Linked DNA regions of Ovis aries: region 1 is linked to region 2. A link is a contact called in public Hi-C data. All regions are on one chromosome and are shown on one strand. Each heading gives the region's core, a stretch centred on a gene start, on an enhancer-like site or on the middle of the called end of the contact. The rest is flanking DNA. Distances are from core to core; before and after follow the strand shown.

Evidence for each region. Hi-C and Micro-C count contacts between places; a contact is called where the count stands out from the background.
Region 1: a Hi-C map of hypothalamus shows a contact between it and region 2, with 3 times the contacts expected there. The contact joins the promoter of ARRDC3 here to the enhancer-like site in region 2. A contact is called at or near these places in 9 of 16 Hi-C or Micro-C datasets (blood, hypothalamus, liver and 5 more).

What each region holds. Positions count from the first base shown.
Region 1 is chr5:88,497,985-88,502,318 of ARS-UI_Ramb_v3.0, reverse strand. It overlaps ARRDC3 (arrestin domain containing 3), which reads left to right and starts at 1,374. Exons shown (of 9, transcript XM_060415993.1): 1 at 1,374-4,334.
Region 2 is chr5:88,361,033-88,364,808 of ARS-UI_Ramb_v3.0, reverse strand. No RefSeq gene overlaps it. Among named protein-coding and RNA genes, the nearest start is that of ARRDC3, 140 kb to the left of the region's middle. Within about 2 kb of position 2,203, at least 27 of the 54 cell types and tissues checked have an H3K27ac peak or open chromatin away from gene starts, as enhancers often do. A contact at or near this core is called in hypothalamus, liver and tail adipose tissue, where this site is marked.

The sequences.
Region 1 (4,334 bases), core at 125-2,624, 140 kb before region 2:
AAAATCTTCCGAAGAGTATTTAGTTATGTATACATAATTTGAGATTCATATTCTGTTCTCCCCATTCCTCTCTTACAGGTAATTTCATTGATTCCATACAATCTAGATGATTTTATGCTGTTAAGCCTTGCTTCCCAGTGTGATACAGGAAAGCACTCCAATTTGTTATCAAAACATTCTCAATAAAGAGACAAATGTACTTGTCCTTAAGATAGATATGTGAATTATTATGTTGAACAGTCCAAAGCTGAAAATCAAAATTAAAGCTTCACAGAATTAAGTCCTAGTTATATAACAAATCATTCTTTTTTAAAAACCATCCTCTGGGCTTCACTAACTTCTAACAAAGATTTTTCAATGCTGCTGTAAACATTATGTCAGCTAAAACACTATGTCATGCTGCCTTTTATAAGGTGGTACTTTTTTAGGCCAAATCCTATTCTTAACCCTCTGGACACAGGAGTTACAATCATGTCATACCCTGCAAATCTAGCTGTAGGTGGTGTCTCAAAAAAAGGATGGCTTCTTCCTTCGAGGAAGTGGTCAAACCTTTTTTCCCCTGGTGTCATCAAGCAAACATCTTGGTTGTTTTTATTGGTATCGAATTAAGAGATGGAAGAGAAAGCAGTGGAGGAGAAAGCAAAATATAATGATTAAATTATAGATGCTTCTCTTCTTTGCTCCTTGTTGCAATCTCTTTTAACGTCTCGACTAGGTCATTTCCACCCTGCCTACAAGGCACTGGTCTTTTTTAAATAAAAATTTTTAAAAAACCAAGCCAAGAATGCTCTTGTCTACTGAACATTATCTCTTCTCTGATTTTTATTACATTTTCTTTTGAAATTCGTTAAGATTATGCTCAGCGACCAGCCCTTGCCCAACCGGTTTCTCCCCTTCCCCCATCTCTCTACATACATCACTTTTTCCTCCTCCCATCCAGGCAGTGGGCAAAACCCTGCAGTGCCGGGAACGCATGCTTCGGGCCGGTCACTCAGCAGTTTTATCCTTACTGCCCTTTGCAAACAGCTCCCCACCCAAACCTTGTCCCCCGGTGGCCCCCTCGGCCATCATCTTTCTACTAGAGTGTGCTCGATAAGGGACTCTGGCTAGCACATCGAGGGTTTACGGTAGCCTGCCTACCAATAGGAGGCCACAATGCAGAGAAGTCTGGTTCAGCCTCCCAGCAGCCCCAGTGTCTTCCTCCCGTGGCTTACACCTACTGTACCCGCGAGCGAGCAAACGAGCCAGAGAGCGAGCCGGGCGCGGGAGGGGGCGCGCTGGGAGGGCCGACAGCAGCCGCGGCGTGCGCATGCGCACCTGGGTTGTTTTTCACAAAGCTCCTCTTAAAGTGAGCTGGCAGCTTCCAGCCGCCCGTCTTTGTAAGGAGACCACTGAGACTCGCAGTAGCGCGGAGCAGCCAGCAGCCTCTGTGCTGCCCTGACTTTTTAAGAAATCTCAATGAACTATTTGTAAAGAATCGCTGATCTGCCTGCAAGCTTTTTGCACGGCAAAGACATAGATCAGTGTTAAGTGAGGATCACATCATATATGTGATCTTGACTTTTTTTGTCTTACATTATATTTTTTATAGATTTTGTTATAAACATGGTGCTTGGAAAGGTAAAGAGTTTGACAATAAGCTTTGACTGTCTTAATGACAGCAATGTCCCTGTGTATTCTAGTGGGGATACAGTCTCAGGAAGGGTGAATTTAGAAGTTACGGGGGAAATCAGAGTAAAATCTCTTAAAATTCATGCAAGAGGACATGCGAAAGTACGCTGGACCGAATCGAGAAACGCCGGCTCCAATACTGCCTATACACAGAATTACACTGAAGAAGTAGAATATTTCAACCATAAAGACATCTTAATTGGACACGAAAGAGGTAAGTTTTTTTTTTTTAAACATTGTTAGGAAATTATTAGACCTTTCTTTGGAAAGTGCCTTTTCAATTTTTCTGAATTAATGTAATCCTGCTCCTAGCATAACATATAGCAGTTTGATAAAGGTTAGCAAAGTTAGAAGATTTGGATTCTCCTTGACATTCATCGTGTGTTAAGCCGTAACGCATGCAGGCATCTGCAAAGTGACTGCAAACTGCACTTATTCAACTACCTCTATACCCGGCTTGGTTTGTGCCATACACATTTGGAATCCATTTCAACCTTACATATAAATTATGCTTAAAACCGATTCAGTAATTTTACTTACATGTTTTCAAATGAATTGCTAAAAGCTGCAGTCGAATATTAGATTTTTCCCTTATACGCTGCAACCTGAGGTCTTAAAAACTAAGCTTCAATGAAGAAATAACACTTTAAAGTGGGTTAATAGGTGTATTTCATTTTTTAATATTGACACGCAAAAGACTTTTAGAGAATTGACCGTAGTTCTCGATAAAGGGTTTCTGTGGGTTATTTTGACATATGGTATGAACACCCCACGTGTTTTTTCCCTATTCTTTCCAATTCCTTCAGAAATTTACTCAGGCGTTCTCTATTTTAAAGGACAGCACCTATCATGATGATGTGTTAAAAATCAGTTTTAAAAGCCATTTAGGGTCAGAAATTTTCTTTTCCGAGCATCATGCCTAACTTTGGAACGTGGATTCAATGAAACCCCTGCCAGTCAAATGGAATTGAAAAGTATTCGGCTCATTGGATTTGATTTTTGGTCAGAAAAGGAAGATAAACGGTTGTCAAAGGGAAAGGGGGTCCTGAGATTTCCAATCTATTGTTTAAATGGTTACATTGTGGAAATATAGGAGACTCTAAGCTTGTTTTTCTAAGTTTCCACCCTTTGTTAGAAGCGGTTCAATCCTGTTTCGGACCAGTTCTGGGGGGTGGTGAGGAGGGGCGCTTGTTCTGCTCTCAGCAGATTGGTTACACGCGTCAGGTGGTGACGATGACTTAATTCCTAGCCCAAGAAGAATATAATGTGAAAACTGGTTATGTAATTTTGTGCTTCTCCTTTTTAATGCAGTATTTAGTTCGAATGTTGAAATTTTTTAAAAAATAGAGCACGTTTTTAACCTTTTAATTAAAAAATACACACCCATGAGGAAGTGCTAATTGAACTAAGGCAAGTGTGGAAACGTAGGGTGCTTTGAATTAACTGCATGAACGCTTATTTTTAAAGTATTAAGATTGAAATTAGTCTTTTAATTGCGTTTTCAGTTACACACAGATCATTTGCATACTAAAATAATTTCTAGTTAATCTCTCCAAGCAGTGACAGTCTTAAGAAATGGAACTGCCTAATGACAGTCCCGGTATTGGTTGAACAGCACGCCCAGGAGTTTGTATTTGATCCTTCCTAGACTGGTAGCTTTTTTTAAGATGAGTTAGAAAAAACAGGTTTTTAAGGAGTTAAGGTGCACAGTGGGGTGAAAGTAGAATAATAATACGACTTACGGGGACAAACACAAATTTCATTGCTTGCGCCACGGTTTCATAGTAAAGAACACTGTGTTGCACCCCCCCACCCCCGCCATGGGACACCCCTCAACCCCTGCAAGCATGGACGAGCTCTTCGGCTTGGAAGAGTTTCAATGACTTTAGAACTGGGACCTCTCAAACTAGCCTGGTAACTGAGGCCCCGCCCCGGGCGGCCGGCGATAGGCGGAGCCGGGTTTGTTAGCCTGTTGCTAAGGCGATGCCAGGCTCTGATTGGATTGGGCGCAGGCGGGTGGGGAGAGAGGGCTCGCCGGCTGGGGCGAGGCTTGGAACCGGCGTGCGCCGGTAAAGGTCCCTCCTGAGCCGCCGCTGCCCCCGCCCCTTCTCGAGTCCCTGCCCGGGCTTCTGGAAACGCACGGGGCTCCTGTCACATAACGTTCTCTCTCCCCCCCTCACCTCACCTCGCTTGCAGAGCTGGAAAGGGACGACTTCAGGTTTCAACCGAGAGGAGAGGCAAGCCTTCCAGGTGCCAGGTGGCCCTGGGAGCAACTTTTTAGCTGACAGTTCTGTCACGGGGAAGTTGGCTGGGCCGGGTTAGCCGGACCCCATTTTCCAGGTTTTTCAGGTAGAAGTTGTTGGAAGCTCCTTTGAACGCTCTATCCCCCTCCTAGCTGAAACAAAAGCGTGTTGCCCGGTCTCTGCAGGCACCGGACGGGCTACCTTGATTTGCCCTGAGGGGAGAGCGCGCCCCCAAGGCTGGCCGGGACGGGGAAAGTGACACGAACATCGAAGGCAGGGTTTGGTGGGGGCCTTGGCGAGTATTCCCTGTCACCACCAGCCCCGCCATTGTTCCCCCACCGCCACCACCGAGCTTTTGCATCCCTTCGCCGCCCCCACCCCTATTTCCTTTGCTGCAAATTTAAAGGTGTCAGGGTGGCC
Region 2 (3,776 bases), core at 954-3,453:
TGGGATTAGGTACTTAAGTTAGCTGTAAGGCTTTGGACATGTTAGTCTCACCGAGCCTCAGTTTCCTCGTCTGTAAAATGGACCAGTAACACCTATTGCTGACCAGCTGTGATCACTTGCCTTGCTAATGAAACCAAACTTCCTCTCTTGTTTACCCTAGGTTTGGAAGCTTCTATTTCTAAAATATCTAGAGTCCTGTCTTGATCATCTGATATTCTAGGACTTAGCCTCTGCCTTCTTTGTCTGGATGCTTTCTCAACGTCTCTCTCTCCTGGACATCAGCTTGATGTTGGGAGTTTGCAACCTGCTGACCGATTATCCTGACCTCATTTTTTCTTGCACATGTACACTTGTGTGCTGCCCTTCCTAGATTCATTGTTCCTGGGCTCCTGTCACTCAACCACTGGCATATTCCAGAACCTCTTTCTGGATATCACTGACATTTGTTACCTCTAAGTACACACGTATTGAGTATCAAGATCTACCAGTCCGACTAGACTTCTTCTTAGTACCTCTAAGTAGGCTGTCACCCCTATATTTGCAGAGCATTTATCAAATCAAATCACTCTGGGTCTGTGCTCATAATTTACAGAATAGTGGCGGAAGATGGACACCAGAAGGCAGAGTACAGTCCCATGTAGTACAGGGACACGTGTTGGCCTTCATCATCCCTATATGCTCTTTTCTCAAGAAAGCTTAACACTTTTACATTTGCTTATATCACAAAATAAGATCATTGTTTAAAAATTATTTTAATTTTTGGGCAAGGAGAATGGCAAGGAAAATGGTTATTGGCTGTGTTATGTTGGTTTCTCATGCTTTGCTCTATACAATTGGGATGATTTAAATTAACTTTGATAAGTTTTGATAATTTTTCAAAGTTCATTTCCCACTCCTTGGCATGTTCAAGCACACGCTCAGTTCTATTTCAGGATCATCTTTGTGAATCTAAAGTGAACTCCGTACTTTTCCTTAGAAACCATTTAGTGTGCTGGGTGGATGAGGTATCCTTTGTCTCTGTAAAAACCAATCTGGCTTCATCTGTCAATTTCTATAAAGACTGTACAGGTATGCGTGCAAACAGGTCTCAAAGAAAGAAGGAATTTGATGGCCTTTTCAGCAATCTACATTGTGGAGCAATCAGTGAGAATGTTACCCAGGCTACCATTGACTCTTCCCTTGACTATGCTTATCAGTCCTAACTCCCCTCTGTGTCTTCCTAACTGTATTTCTTTGCGTTTCCTGTGGCTGTCTGCAACTTTATATCATCTACCAGAGGAATGAAACTGACTGATTCTACCAGAAGCAACGGAGAAGTGATATATGGCTCACAGGAGTGATGGTGAAAACCATGATGACGACTGCTGTTTTTATTTTAAAGCATTTTACCAGGCCTTCCCTGGTGGCTCAGACAGTAAAGAAACTGCTTGCAATGTAGGAGACCTGGGTTCAATCCCTGGGTTGGGAAGATCCCCTGGAGAAGGAAACGGCAAACCCGTCCAGTATTTTTGTCTGGAGAGTTCTATGGACAGAGGAGCCTGGTAGGCTACAGTCCTTGGGGTCCCAAAGAGTTGGACATGACTGAAGAACTAACACTTTCACTTTAGCGTTTTAGAGAATTCAGAAATTATTGGCTGCTCCCTGATCACTCTACTCACTACCACTCAACCAGTTTATTTTGTAGTGATCAGGGCTGGTTTAGCAAAAATTAAAACGGAGGAAATGGTTAGGCTCAGTGAATCTGTCTCCACTACTGTGTCTAGGCTCCTCCTGCTGGTTTCCTGGGGTGCCCTCTGCTGGGCTCCAACCAGAGTGTATGAGTTTCATGGGCTAATGCGTGGCAATAGCCCATGAAACTCATGCCTCAACCTTCACTAGAAACTTACCATTTTATATCATATGTCATCAGAATCCTAATATTTGTTTTCCAAGCTGACAATTAATGCAGGTAAATTAACCCATGTCAGTGAGTAATATATTTTATTGTATAAATGGGAAAAAACCCCAACACCCCTCCCAGCTTATTTAATTATACATTTTCACAGTGACCTCATGGAGATAACACTTCTACTTAGAGTCCAATTCATTAATGGTGGGAATGGAGGCCAGGAATATGAAGAAGGCTATATTCTGAGAAATCAAAGGGGAAACTATTTTCCAACAGGTCAGACCTTATGGCTCCTCTCAAAGACTGTGAGGGCAGCTGTGTACTCTAGCTATCTGTATGCTGGTACAGATTACTCTATGGGGGTAATTTTCACTCTGCTAGCAGGAAAAGAATGAACAACATTATTTACCTCTATATATTTATGAAGAGTACCTTGAACTCTTTTAGAGGGTATTATCTGAATCCTAATGATAGGTAAGTGCATGGCATTGTGGGGTGGATCAGTTTGTCCATCAAGATATGTGTAGGGCGTGCGTTCATTGGCATGACCTCTGCTGGCCTGTGTTCTTTCTTGTCTACTGAGATCAGTTGGGCAATCCTTGTCTGTAAGCACATTTCCCAAGAACTGGTTAGAGCCAGTCTTCATAAGAGGAACCTATTATGAAACCAGCTCCAGAGGATATTTACTCTGTTGAAGATCGGCTGAAAGATACACTTGCTTGAAAATGAAATTGCTTTCTCCTGGGTCCCTCCTAGCCCCTTGAAAACCAGAAATCCTTGGGGCTCAGATAGAATTAGAGAAGGGAGATGACAGCTAGATCTGATCTGCTTTTTAAAACTTTCTCACTACTTAAGCTGTTATTTTCATAGCTATTGAATGCATGTTTCATGAAGATCAGTTAACTCCATAACATATTATCAAGTTAATAATGTGCCTGAGGTTGGGAACTTGGAAAACATAGCTTGCATTTTTTGAAGGCTCACCTTTTTTCTTAAAGTTTAGTGTGAAATGTGTATCCTTGTCTTTAACCTGGGTTCGATCCCTGGGTTGGGAAGTTCCCCTAGAGAAGGGAAAGTCGTACCCACTCCAGTATTCTGGCCTAGAGAATTCCATGGACTCTGTAGTCCATGGGGTTGCAAAGAATAATCTATCCATGTTTAAGACAAAAATAACATGAAGGTTGCATTCCGGATAAGTTATTAAATCTTTAGTTAAATATTCCAATAAGAAGCATCACCATTAACTTGTGGCTTCTGATCTGAAACTGTGTATCCCCAGGGTTATATGTATTCAAATCTGAGAAGCATAAACTCAGAAGAATCTTGAGGGAGAGGATCTTGTCAGGGAAGAATGGGTATTAATGATCAATCTGCTGGTAAGGAGAGTTAGCCTGAGTTCTGCTGTGGATGACATTCACAGGGAACAGTGGCTTTTGATGATAAGATACGGTGCATAGTTGTAATGAGACAGGGATGTTAAAAGTATCTAGATTATCTAGTATCTAGAAGAGACCATTAACTCAAAATAGAGAGTCTTAAAGATGGAGGGGGAAGAGGCAGGAAAGTGATTAAACCAGTGTGCATTTCCTAGGTTCCTTACAGATTATACTGATTGCAGATGCATGAAGTGAACAAAATGGTAAAGACAAAAATTCTCCATATTAATTTTTGCATGATAGCATCTGAAATATTAAAGGATTAAGCTTTAATATTTAAAGTATTAAAGGATTTTACTTTTAAAATACCATATGCTTTGGTATATGGCACCAATATATTTAAAACACATATTTTTAATATGTAAATATTAAACACATATTTTTAATATTTAAAACACATATCACGAGTGTTTTCAATTTATTATGTGGAATATATTTATTCTAGAAGCTAA